2 separate regions of the Anser cygnoides genome follow, and region 2 is linked to region 1. Evidence: chromatin contacts called from public Hi-C data. All regions are on one chromosome and are shown on one strand. Each heading gives the region's core, a stretch centred on a gene start, on an enhancer-like site or on the middle of the called end of the contact. The rest is flanking DNA. Distances are from core to core; before and after follow the strand shown.

Region 1 (6,011 bases), core at 2,488-4,987:
CGACCTCGTGCCCATTGTCCGGCACGGTCTTGGACAGGCAGATCCGAATGATCTTCACCAAGTTGAAAGATGGGTGGAGCGGCCCCAAGAACCTCTTCCGTGCTTCTTTCGACACTCGAATAATGCTGGCACCAGCCTCACCTGCCACGATAGGAAGAAAAATGCCTGGTGAAACGCTAGCAAAACCAGCCTTCTTCACAAAACAAGGCGTAGAAAAACCTTCAACAGAGCTTTACTCAGAGGTTTCTCCCTACGTGCCAATATAGCTCGAGATGCGTGGCTATTACAGGCACTGTGGGAGAGTCACAGAAGCTTGCTGCATTTGCATTCTCACTCCCACACTGTAAACAGCCACCCTTGTCTTACACACGTTATACAAAGTCGGCGAAGATCACATGCATCTTGGTAAGGCCTCACGCTTTCTCAGGAGGCCCTGCTTGAGTGGCCTGTGAAGGACTGTTGAAAAGACAGTGACAGAAAACAGGTATTTTCATTTCAATAGACATTTGCCCATAAGCAAAAGCACCAGAAAACAGGAATCTCACTGCTTTCCAGCTGATCATCACAGCTCTGCTGGTAGCATCACTCATGTCTCAGGTAGCAAAACAGACACTATGGACAGGGGTGGACTTCGAGCCCCCTGGTGAGGCTTTGGTGTCCATCCCGCCCGTGTCCGACTCCCGAGCACTAAACCAGGCCCCGATGGCAAGGATTCCCAGAAGCACGCCTGCTTTACACTTCCACACAGTGACCCAGCTGGGTTTGGAGGGGAGAAGACACCCCCTCAGCACAAAAGGGACATCTGTACGCCTGCTAAGCCCAGTATCTCACGGTCACTAGGAGCCCAGCCTGGCAAGAGCATCAGGGCTCCGTGGTGGGAAAGGAGGGAAGGGAGAAAACAAAACAAAAACCTCACCCCAAGCCAAACCCTCCGTGCCCAACACGCTGCCCTTTGCGCACCCTGACTGCTGCTTCCACACGCAGCCCAAGCCGTGGTGAGACACGGGGCAGTGACTCCTCTGAGCACCCGCCAGTCGCTGCAATCCCAGAGACACAGGGAACACACGGGTGAGGAAAGTATCCAGGCAAGAATTAAAGGAACTGGGGGAAACAGCCACGCTTTCACCAATTAAATCTTCTCCCCAAGCTGCAGTTTGGTTTTTGGGCAAAGATGAAAGCTGCTGTCAGTGCCAGCCAACTTGAAATCCCTCTGGTTTGCTCCCTGTCCCTCTCAGCCCTGTGACTGCAGAAAGGAGGCAGCCGAGTTAGACTCAGGTTAACAGAGATAAGGGAAACACCACCCCCAGCGCACTGCGGGTGTTGACACATCCCATTCTTTTGCAATACACGTGTGCCAGCAACATGTTTTCCACTAAGGCAGCCTGTTAACGCGACTGTGTGCGCACGAAAGCCAGCAACACCAGCAGCTCGAGCGAGCACTAAATGAGACCCTTGACCACGACCAGAGGCTCTGGGGTCAGGATTTGGGTACTGTGAGGTAGCAACTCAGCGGAAAATCCAAGTTCCCCTCTCCGAAGCAATTTTTAGCCCTATAATCCCAGTCTTCTGCTCTTTCCTAAAGCAATGTTTAGCAGCCTAATTCTGATCTTACTTACTCAATTAGCCGTAAGCCACTGAGCCCAGCCTGTTCCAGATAGTAGCTGCACGGTTCAACATCCTTCCCAACACGAAGGACAACAGCCAGAAATGACAACTTGTTAGCACTCCGTGCCTAAGACACCTTTGTGCCTAACGAGAGGAAGAAATACACACAAAGAACCTGCAGCAGAGCCCAAAACTGGATGGAGCCCACTCCAGCACCTTGGCCACACGAGCCCTGGAAGCCCCACTGCACGGAGTGCGTCACAGAGCTGCTGGCCTTGCTGAAACCCCAGTAATAAATAGGGTGGGAGCCTGAGCCACGGGGACACCCCACTCACAGGGCCATGCTGGGGAGGGCGGCTCAGGGATGGCGCTTAGAGAAGCTTGCCTTCAGACTTGGCACCTCAGCGTGCAGAGATGCGACAGCGACACTGGGAACAACTGCAGTTATACAGAGCTTATGACTAACGTCTGAGCAAAAAGTCTGAGCTGGGAGTTGCTTAGGGAAAACAAAGTCCCAAATATGCCAGGAAACAGACTGTCTTGGCATCTGAGGAGGGACTTGGGCTCCAGCTGCTTCTCTGTCGTCGTTACCCAGCCAAGCAGGACAGGGGGACATGGGAGAACTGGGGACAAAATAAGAGTTATTGATAATTAGCAATTGGATTTTTTGAATTTTTTTTTGTTGTTTGTTTGTTTGTTTTAAATGTGTGCATATAAACAGATTGTGCAAAAGCAGCTTCTCAGGTATTTCAGTTTGAGGGCACCTCTGATCTTGTTGGACTTGTTGGCTCGCTTGCACCGAAACCGAGTACAGAGGAGCTCCGTGGGACGAGGAAGGCACAGGGCGATCTGCAGCGCCACCGGCTTTCCTGGAAATAAGGCCAGCTGAGGGTTCAGCCAGAGGAGTCAGGTTTACGCAGCTAGATCCATGACAGATGGCAAGCCCTCCTGGAAATAAGTTCGGGAGGAGAAAGGAGAGGTGAGAGAGCGAACAGAATTTGAGCTGGTTTTTCCTGGAATAGCTTTTCTGGTAGTGATGGGACTTAAAGGAGTCTGCCAGAGGGAGCAGCTGAATGAGAGAGGTGGTAGAGAGAAAAATCCTGCAGGAGTCAGCCACAAACTGTCTGCCCCTGCCGGGGTAATCCTGTGCCAACTCCAGTCCACAGAAAAGTTTGTTTTTTGATGGATCTGATGATTCAGAGCACAGGGTCACGGGGAAAACCACAACGTTTATTTTCCTCTCTTGGGGTACATCACAAGGAGTACTGCCAACCTCCCACAGCTGGTATCAGCTCTTTTCCCCCACCAAATGCTTCTCCCCATACAGACTTAACTAAACCATTATCCCTCTAAACAAACACAACCTGTATCAATGAGAAATATTTCACGTGGCACGGGGGAGGCCACCTGGGCCACCTCTGGCCTGGGATCCCTCTGCAGCAGCCACAAGGGGCAGTGGATGGCTGCCCAGGGGAAGAGCCCTGTATGCAGCTGCAGGATCCCAGTTCATTTTTAAGCTACGCCAAGCCAGCTTTACATGAGTGTATCGTCCTGGTGAGACTGGTTTCCTTAAAGAATTAGCTCTTGCGCCCATCGGTCGTGCCCAACACACCTGCTGGGGCAGGACAGGCAGCCCCGGGCCTCTCCTGACCTCTGTGTTTCGCACCAAGGGCACCTCAGCGCTCGCCTGTTGCCCACCCTGGTAACCATCCCGCAGCCAGCAGGACGGCTGACCCATGAAGTATTTCAAGTGGAAAAAAAGAGCTTAAGACAGGCACAAAAATAGGAGCAGCGCAGGCCGAAGAGGGAGGGGGCACGCTGCGCATTCCAGCCGGCAGCTCCCGTGACTGCGGCTCCCGTGACACCACAGCTCCCCCTGGAAGAGCTCCACATCGGCACAAAGATCACCCCCTGCGCCAGGGACATTCCCGCTCCCTGGGTGGTAAACAGGGCGCGGGCTCCAGAAAAGGCACCCAGATGGGGAGGGGGGACAGGGGACAGCGGCAGGATGGATGCAGGGACAGCTCTGAAAGGCAGACAACCAGCAGAAAGAAGCGCAGGTGCTTTTGACACCCCTCCAGCACCACCTGCTCAGAGCGAGGTTCGTGGGGTAGATGCTCCCTGCAAGAGCCCCCAGCTGGGATCTTTGCATTTTGCTCCCAGAGCTGAGCATCAGTGGAGCTCTCGTGTTTCCCGTCAGTAGGTCCCTGTTCAGACCCAAATTCGGGAATCAGAAGGAATTTACCGGTGTTACCTCCCTCAAGGCAGTCTGGCTGCCTGTCTGCTGCTGCTTCAGCTGGAGCGGTGCCGTGGAGGAGCGAAAAGCCAGCCCCTCGTGACGAGCACAGGTTTCAGGAGAGCTGCCCCACGTCCCTCCCGAGCACAGACCCCCAGGCTGCTCCAGCTCAGCACGCACAGCTCCTGCGCCTGCCTCCGCACTGAGAGCAAGCGACGCAAGCGCTTTTCCTGCCCAGCCTCTCCCCGGAGAGGGTACAGCCCAGTCCCGCCACCAGCCTAAAAACATTGAGCTGTAAACAAGGGACATCGAAAGAAAAGTCTGCAGGCTGACAGCTAGAAAATAATTAACCCAGAGCGCTTTATTGGACATTTCCTCAGCACCCATTCACTCGCCAGAAGGGCCAACAGCAGATAGCAGCGTGCAGGTGATCCAGGGACGCCTCCAGGCCTTGGGGGCGCCGACCTCAGCCCAGGAAAGATCCCCACCGCCCGGCTGGGCTCCTGCTCCTCCTCCCGTGCTCATGCTGAAGCAGCCTGGTTTCCACCCCTTGCCCCAAGGGAACAGGAACCTGACCCGGGGCGTCCTCATCCCATCAGCGAGGCTGGAGGGATGTCAAAGGGGGCCCGAGGGATAGATTAATGCCAGCAGGAAATGAAGCGAGAACAACGACTTGTGGTCTGCCCCGTAAAACGCCTCCAGGTGATGTGTGATCCAAAGCTACTGACGGATCCTCCATTTCAGTGTGAAATCCTAAAACCGTGGGGGGGAGGAATCTCTGCCTTACATGGCCGAATTTGTATAAATGCCACTATTTAACACACACAAAAACCCTTCTTAAATGCTTGGGGCTGGGAGAAGGCAGGCAGCACCAGAACCCCCAGTGGCACTGGTCCTTTTCCCATCTGTGCACATCGCCCTGTAAGCTGGTAACACTGAGAAACACGTACCAGAACAGGTTGTTCTTTGGGACTTCCCTCATTTTTGTTGTGAGGAGCATTTATATGATTTATAAGTTTCCACTCATTCCTTCTCTCCTACTATTTTGTCATCAGAGAACAAGGAGCAGCTCGGCTGCCTCAGCTCCAGATGACAGCCAGGAAGGAAGCTGTTTCTTTTTTTGATGCAGAGGTAGCAAAAAAAAAAATCGGAGTAACTCCTCAGGCCCCTTTCAGGCTGGCAAATAACCCCTCTTCTCACCTCACAGGTGGGGCGAGTGGAGACACTGAAAGAGACGGCTTTTCGAGCAGGGCCAGCTCCTGCAGCCGGAGGCAGCTGCTGCAGGAAGGGCTGGTCCCACACCACCTCCTGGCCCAGGTTCTCGGAGCTCAGCATCGCAGAGCCCAGATGCAGCCCGCAGCAGGACGGCGCCGTGAATCCCCACCGCCTGCAGCTGCTTCAGAGCCCCAAGCCTCCCTCTTCGCAACGTGCCAGCCCCCAGGACGTCTGAGGTAGGTTACTTCGTTCAGGGCACGAGCAAAAAGGCTTTGGGAGAGCGGGCACAAGAGCTGCCAGCCGTGGTTACGCCTCAGCTGAACCTTTGCACCGGCATTAGGGAAGCGCCGGCACAGCGAAGCCTCACCAGGCAGCTGATGCCCTGCAAGCCAGCGCCCGCTTTGCTCCTGCAGGCAGGCCCGGAGCGCTTGCTCTTGCAACACAAACCAGACAAGAGCGCGGCTCCTGCTGGGGAGCAATCAATAGGAAGGCTCAGCTCAGGCAGGCAGCCAGGATTATTGCCTGGCACAATCGCTGCAGTCACCGCTAGCCTAATTTTCCCCCCCTGTAATTCCCTAATACAAGGATTAGCGTTGCATTGCTGCTCATTGCCTTAGAGGGAAGTGAAGCTCGGATCCCTGCTGCTTGCCCTGGGCCAGCGCAATGCTGGGCTTTTTTTTTTTTTTTTAAAGCAAGTACCTAGCAGGAGAAAGCTAGTGGAGAAGAGAGAGAACGGGCAGGAGAAAGATGGACCAAAAACAGCTGCATGACTGTGAAGTTGCCTTTCTCCTCTGCTGCACGTAGGCAGGAAGGGAACCACATCCCGCTCTTGCCTTGTTCATCCAGGTGACGACCACTAACACAAGGCCTCCTGGGGTTGTTATTCCCAACAGGACTTGGTGTGCAAGGAGCACCCACACGCACGACATTGCACGCTCCTTACTTGCTCGTCAGG
Region 2 (5,975 bases), core at 993-3,492, 150 kb after region 1:
AGGCTGGCCCGGATGAAAGTCCTCTCGGGAGCCTGGGGAGCGCCCTCCGAGGAGGGCCGCTCGGCCACGCTGGGGCCCGTCCGCCGCAGGATGAACTGCACGTCGTTGGCATACTGCCCGCACTTGGCCAGCGACTCCAAGGGGCACTCGAGCGGGAGGAGCTGCCGCTCCTTCTCCCGGAGCTTCTGCACCAGGACGTAGCGCCCCGTCTGACCTGAGGGCAGGACACAAGCACGTCACCCGGGGGGGAAGCCGCGGCCGGTGACGTCCCCGCTGCCCCAGAGCTGGACCCTGCCCCCAGGAGGTTCCCTCTCCCCAGGAAGCACCCAGAGGTGCCCCTACCCACCAAGGATGGGGCATTTTTGTTTTGCTCTGGACACCAAAACGAGCGAGAGCATTGGGGGGAGGATGGTGCCGGGGAAGTGGGGCGCACCCCGAAACCCGCACAAATTCATTTTCCTCCCTTTCCCCTTCCAAATCTTCCCACCGAATCTCCCACCCATCACCCAAATCTTCCACCCATCTCCCCAGGGACACCCAACAGCAGGAGCAGCTCGCCGCAGAGAGGACGGCACGAGTCATCCCCCCGTTAACGGGGTCCCGTGCTGCCCCTCTTTGTAGGATGGGGCATCTCTCTGCAAAGCTCAGCGCCTCCGCGGTCGAGTTTTGCGTGTGAAAAAGCTGAGGACACCAACTGGAGCTGCCCTGCTGTTCCCTCAGCCTGGAAGAACGCACGCCCTGGAGAGCGGAGGTGGAGGAGACATCAGCCTGCTGTTCTTTTTGGAAGGCGTGCAAGAGAAATCGGAGATACGAGGGCTTTGATCTACAGGGCTCGATCTCAAACCTGGCACAGAGGGGAAACGTCGCAGCGCAAAGCCTGCGCGCTAATAGGATCGCAGCGTTTTGAAACTGAGCCACTAGAAGGCAGGATTGACCACAGGCGAGAGCACGGCAGGCACCGGCATCCAGGCACCCTGTCCACGCCGCTTGCAAGCTATTTATTTTGGCCATCTCCCCAGCAAGCCTCTGTGAGGAGGGATATAAACACACGGCCGTGCCAAACGGAGGGCAAGGAGTTTGGTCGGGTCTTGAGAGCTCCGCTTTAGCTCGCTCAGGTGTGCGCCGCTCACCTATGGCCCGCGCCAAAGCGATGACCACCTCCTGGCAGGTGGTTTGCTCCGAGACGCCGCAGACCACCCGCTGGATGCCGTCCACCCACACCTTCAGCTCCATCCCCGCGGCTGCCGGGCCTCAGGCACGCTGGGGCATCGCGGGACGCGGTCCCTGCGGGAGAGAAGACACGAGGAGTCAGTCCTGAGCCTCTTCTAGGGGCGATGCTTTAACAGCCGCGCTTTTAGGTCTGCCGGGCGCCTGGAACATCAGCCCCCACCCACGAGGTGCAGCCGGAGCCAGACGCTTGCTGCTGCTCGCAGATCAGATTTATGGTGTTATTGCTAAAATACCGGCGTTCACCCGCAATAAAACCCTTCTGTCTCACCAAAAACCCCGTGCACAGCTCAGGTCTGGGCAGCGGGTCCAAGTCCTCCCCAGGTGAGAAGCACTGAGGTTTGCCCGTGTGCATGGTAGGCCTGGGCAGCCAGGAAACACCCTGCCTACTTCTGCTGAGAGCGCAGCCTTTTAATGGATTTGTTGGACTTTCGCTGCTATTTCCCTAACAATTTGGCAGTGCGGCACTGGGGATTTTCCAAACAATATCTAAAAGGCAGAGAAGCCTCCGGCCGCCCTCCCGCCCACCCTTCCCAGCTGTGCAAAGGGAAATTGAGAGGTGTAGATGGCGCACGTTGTGCTCTATTTGCCTTCCCCTCTGTTAATCTGAGAGGGATTAAGAAATGGGAAAAATTAACTGCAGCAAAATCTCACTTAGCACTCCTGCCTCTTCCAGCAGCCAAACGACCACAAGTCTTAACAAATGAAATTAAATCGACGTAATCTGCAAAGAACTCAGATATCTGGGTTTATTCTGGTTGTAAACACTCTCAAAATGTTTTTTCCTCCTATGTTTTTTTGTGGAGCCTTCAAGCATCAAGCCTGTCTGAGGGACCTGGGCAGAGGAAGGTACAAAGGGTCCCAAACTGCTTTCCAAACCTAGCCCAGCTCCCAGTTCCCCCCGTTCCCCAAAGTTTGGGGACACGCCACGACCGCTGCCGTCGCCCCAGGGGTGCCTGCAAGGAGCAGGCTGAAGGAGGAGCAGGTGTCAGCGCAGGGAGAAAAGATTTAACTTGAGTTAAACACCTTTTTATTTTTTTATTTTTGCCTCCTTGAGGAATCAAAGCAAGGGCTCAAAGGCTCCCACCCTGAGCAACACAAGGCTTTAGCCGTGACACAAGGCAAAGGAGAAGCCTAGGAAAGGAAACAGTCCCACGGTGCTGTTCCCACCAGGAGACCTGACGGTGCTGGGGCAGAACGACTTGTTGGAGAACAAGCCCGAAAGCCAAATCCATCCCCCGGGGAGCACTTGGGAGCAGCTGATCCAACACCAGCCTCCCCATCACCCGCAGCAGCGTTATCGATCCCTCACTTCCAGATTTACCCGCGGAGCGCGGCGGGGACCGAGGGCAGCGGGTGCGGAGCAGCCGCCACGGGCACGATTATTTGACTCGGCAGCGCCGAGGGGGAAAACCAGCAGCAGCGAAGGAGCTCGGGCTCTGCCCATTTCTCCCACCAACGTTCCCTAAATGCTGTATTGGCGAGGTGGAGACCAGTCTCATTTCAGAGCATGGTTCTGCCCCGCTGCGTGGCCGCAAACTCCCAGTGAAACCGGCGCCCGCCCCCGCCATGGAGCAAAGTTCAGCGTCGCTGCCGAGCTCGGGCACCACCCGGCTGGGTTTTGCCACCCCAAAGCCACCATCGTGCCGGGACACAGGACCCCAGCGCCGGCACCGGGTGGCAGGGTGTCCTGGAAAGCGACGTGCCAACTACTGGCACCGCCAGCGCCAAAACCGCCCGTGGAGCCGGGCTTTTCCCCACCCCGTCCTACCCCACAGCCCCGGCGGAGGCCAGGAGTGGGTGGTTTGAAAATAAATAAAAGCAGCCGGCTGTGTTATGAGAAAAGCAACGGCCTCACCTCTCCTCGCACGAAACGACGGCGGCCGCCGAGACGAGGGGTGACGAGCGATGGTCGGTCCGGGAGCGGGACGCCGCGGGTCCCGCGTGGGCGAGAGGCTCCCGTTTGGGTGCAGAGCCAGCCTCTGGCAATCATTTACCAGCGTCCGGCCCACGGCAAGTGGCACGTAACCGAAAGGCAGGGAGCGGCAGCAGGCGTTTTTCCTCCTCTTACGGAGGAGTTTCGGCTTTGAGCTGCCCGTGGCGACACAGGGGCTCAGGTATGAATGAGCTCAGCCCCGGTGTCGCATCGCTGCTGGAGGGAGAACCGAAGGAGGAGAGCGTTTTGTACCAAAAACACAACACCAGCTGCTAGCAAACCGTGCGGTGCCGGGGAAGTGCCCGTGCGTAATGCGGCTCTGAAGCTTATCTCGTGGAAATCTCTTAGAGGCTACTTGGGAAAGCGACCCCTTGAGTCTCCCCCGGCAGCAATGCAGGGAGCAGTGTACATCCAGGGAGAAACAAGCTCACTGTCGGCTCTCAGGGACAGCGATTTCTCAGCTCTCCCAGACCACGCTCACCCTTCCTGGCTTCTCCAAACCCTTTGCATCAGCACCGCCAACATGCTGCAACCCTGACCAGCCCCTTGGCCTCTCCTCTCCCTGAAAGTTCACTCCAGACTTGGGAAAAATAAATAAATAAAATTGTTTCCATAAGGATGCACAGGACATTATCTGCTCTTTCACTGCAGCGTTATCTTTGCTCCTGTAAAAGCTTTCAAAAACACAAACCTCCACCTCATCCCAAAGCATCGCCTCCTTTGTAGCCGCTGCTGTTAAATTCCTCGTACAAAGTTATTTGCCTTTTCTTAGCTGTAAAAGTTTTTTCCCTTACTGCCAAAAGAACGTGCGCGTATAGCGATTAGAAGGCCATTCCTCCATGTTTTCCTCCTTTATCTTTCCATCTTCTGATTTTTTTTTGGAAAACTGATCTAAGTAAGGAATGCTGCACGCGGCTTGCTCTGGGTATCGAAGCCCTTCTGCGCACCTAAAGTTAGCCGGTTAGAACCGCTGCTCCCCGGGGGGAGGCCGCCTTCCAGCTGCCCCCGGTTGCGCTCGCAGTGCTGCCGCCATCCGAAGCCGCTTTGATCACGAACCAAAGCGCAGGCAGCTGTAGGGCCTCGCCGGCCACCCCAAAAAAGCACAGGGAAACAAGCAGGTGGCTGCTGCGCCGGTGCGAGGACGCGTGACAGCCGCTCCCACAAGCTGCTCTTATGTTTTACCCCCCCCCCCCGTGTATTTCTAAGTCATTTTTATTGGAAGCAGATTAACGAAGTGACTAATTTTCTGCTCCCTTCCCATGTGATCGGTCCTAAATTGATGGTATGGATGATTCACACAACTTCTTCGACAAATTTCCTAACTGGGAGTTGGAATTTCAAATGCTGGCACTGAAAAAAAAATATAAATTAACACTCCCAGATCTTACAGCTTTATTTTTTGCTGCATCTTAGTCTAAATTGGAAAAAAAAAAAAACAAGCTCAAAAAAAAAATGTTCAGACTCGATTTGAACAAAGCTGCAACCTCACATAAATCAAGGCTGCTTTTAAAGCTCAGGGTTTGAAGCCAGCTTTGGGTTACCTTGATTAAAAGAGGGAGCAATCAGTCCTCCTGCTAATCGAGGTGTTTCGCAGCAACCGGCTCGACACAGCTCTGCAGCAGAGGCAACAACCAAATTTTAAGCCTCACCCTTCAGCCGGCCAAGCTTGCTCCTCGGAGCTGGCAGTGGCAAGGCCGAATTTGGGCAATCGGGAGGGAGATGGGCAGGCGTGGTGGCTGCAGGTGCTCCGAGCCCCGGCCAAGAGCAGGACCTGCTACAGCAGCAGGAGGTGGAGGGGTTATTTCTGCAGGTGAGAGGATGCACGCTTTGCATAGCTGGGTTTGGTGCCCTGCAGACGAGCAGGGCATGTCCCAGCCGGCTCATAAACACCCCACGGGTGCCTGCAAGAGCCTCGTGACCTGAAACATCATGCGGCCAGCCAAGAAAATCAGCTGGCTGCCCCGATTACAGAAGCACGTACCTCCACCGATTTGCAGGGATCCATCCTGTCCCCGGCAGGGGCTCCCAGAAGCTGACCCAGCACCTTCTGGCCAAGGCTTCCAAGTTCATTTCAAATGCAAGCACCTTTCTCCCTTAATTTTTCACCCGTAAGAAAAAAATGTCTGCTTAGAAAATACCAGTTTTGCAGCCAGCAGCTGCTTTTGGCATCCCAAATGCCTTCCCCAGGCACCACGTGGTTTCCTAAGAGGACACAACACCTCTGTCCTGCAGGCTGAGCCCCTCCAGGCTCCGGGGAGAGCCTCCTGCAGACACCCCCAGTTCACTGTACTGGCACGGAGGGAAGGACCGGGAGGGGACCTCAACACCTCGGTGGTGCTGAGCACCCAGGGACACGTTATCCCGCACCGCCAAGATCTGGGCCACACGCTTTTAAGCGGTTCTCTACAGAGGAAACAAAGCTGAATCACCTTTGAACACAGCAGCCAGTGTGTTTTCTAGCAGAGCTTTTCTTTGGAGATCGGGTTCTTTTGTTTTGGATCTCTTCTTGCCATTCCCAAAACAGGACTCGGCCAGCTTTAAAGAGGTGGTTAAAGGTGCTCAGCGCCTCCCAGAGACCAGGGGACTGGTGCGGGGCTAGGGCTGGGCTGGCAGGAAAGCGCCAGCGCGGGCAGAACTTCTGGGCAACTCTCATTACGACTTCAAATGGCCAGCAGACCAGCATTTCACCTTTGCCCAGTTTACAGGTCAGGGTTTTGGCTGGGGATAGGGAGCGGTGCTGGCACCCGGAAAACACCAGCGCAGGTTCCCAGTCCCTCTCCAGGGTCTCACGTCGCTTTACCGACCGACAAAC

What was found. Hi-C and Micro-C count contacts between places; a contact is called where the count stands out from the background.
Region 2: a contact with region 1 is called in a Hi-C map of liver, with 1.8 times the contacts expected there. The contact joins two enhancer-like sites. A contact is called at or near these places in 2 of 7 Hi-C or Micro-C datasets (both in liver).

Annotation. Positions count from the first base shown.
Region 1 is chr5:20,441,609-20,447,619 of Taihu_goose_T2T_genome, forward strand. PNPLA2 (patatin like phospholipase domain containing 2) reads right to left here. Exons shown (of 9, transcript XM_048058828.2): 2 at 1-141. Among named protein-coding and RNA genes, the nearest start is that of PNPLA2, 9.1 kb to the right of the region's middle. Within about 2 kb of position 3,738, at least 2 of the 3 cell types and tissues checked have open chromatin away from gene starts, as enhancers often do. A contact at or near this core is called in liver, where this site is marked.
Region 2 is chr5:20,591,594-20,597,568 of Taihu_goose_T2T_genome, forward strand. It overlaps RASSF7 (Ras association domain family member 7), which reads right to left. Exons shown (of 7, transcript XM_066997356.1): 2 at 1,131-1,284; 3 at 1-214. The coding sequence starts at 1,233. Among named protein-coding and RNA genes, the nearest start is that of RASSF7, 12 kb to the right of the region's middle. Within about 2 kb of position 2,243, at least 1 of the 3 cell types and tissues checked has open chromatin away from gene starts, as enhancers often do. A contact at or near this core is called in liver, where this site is marked.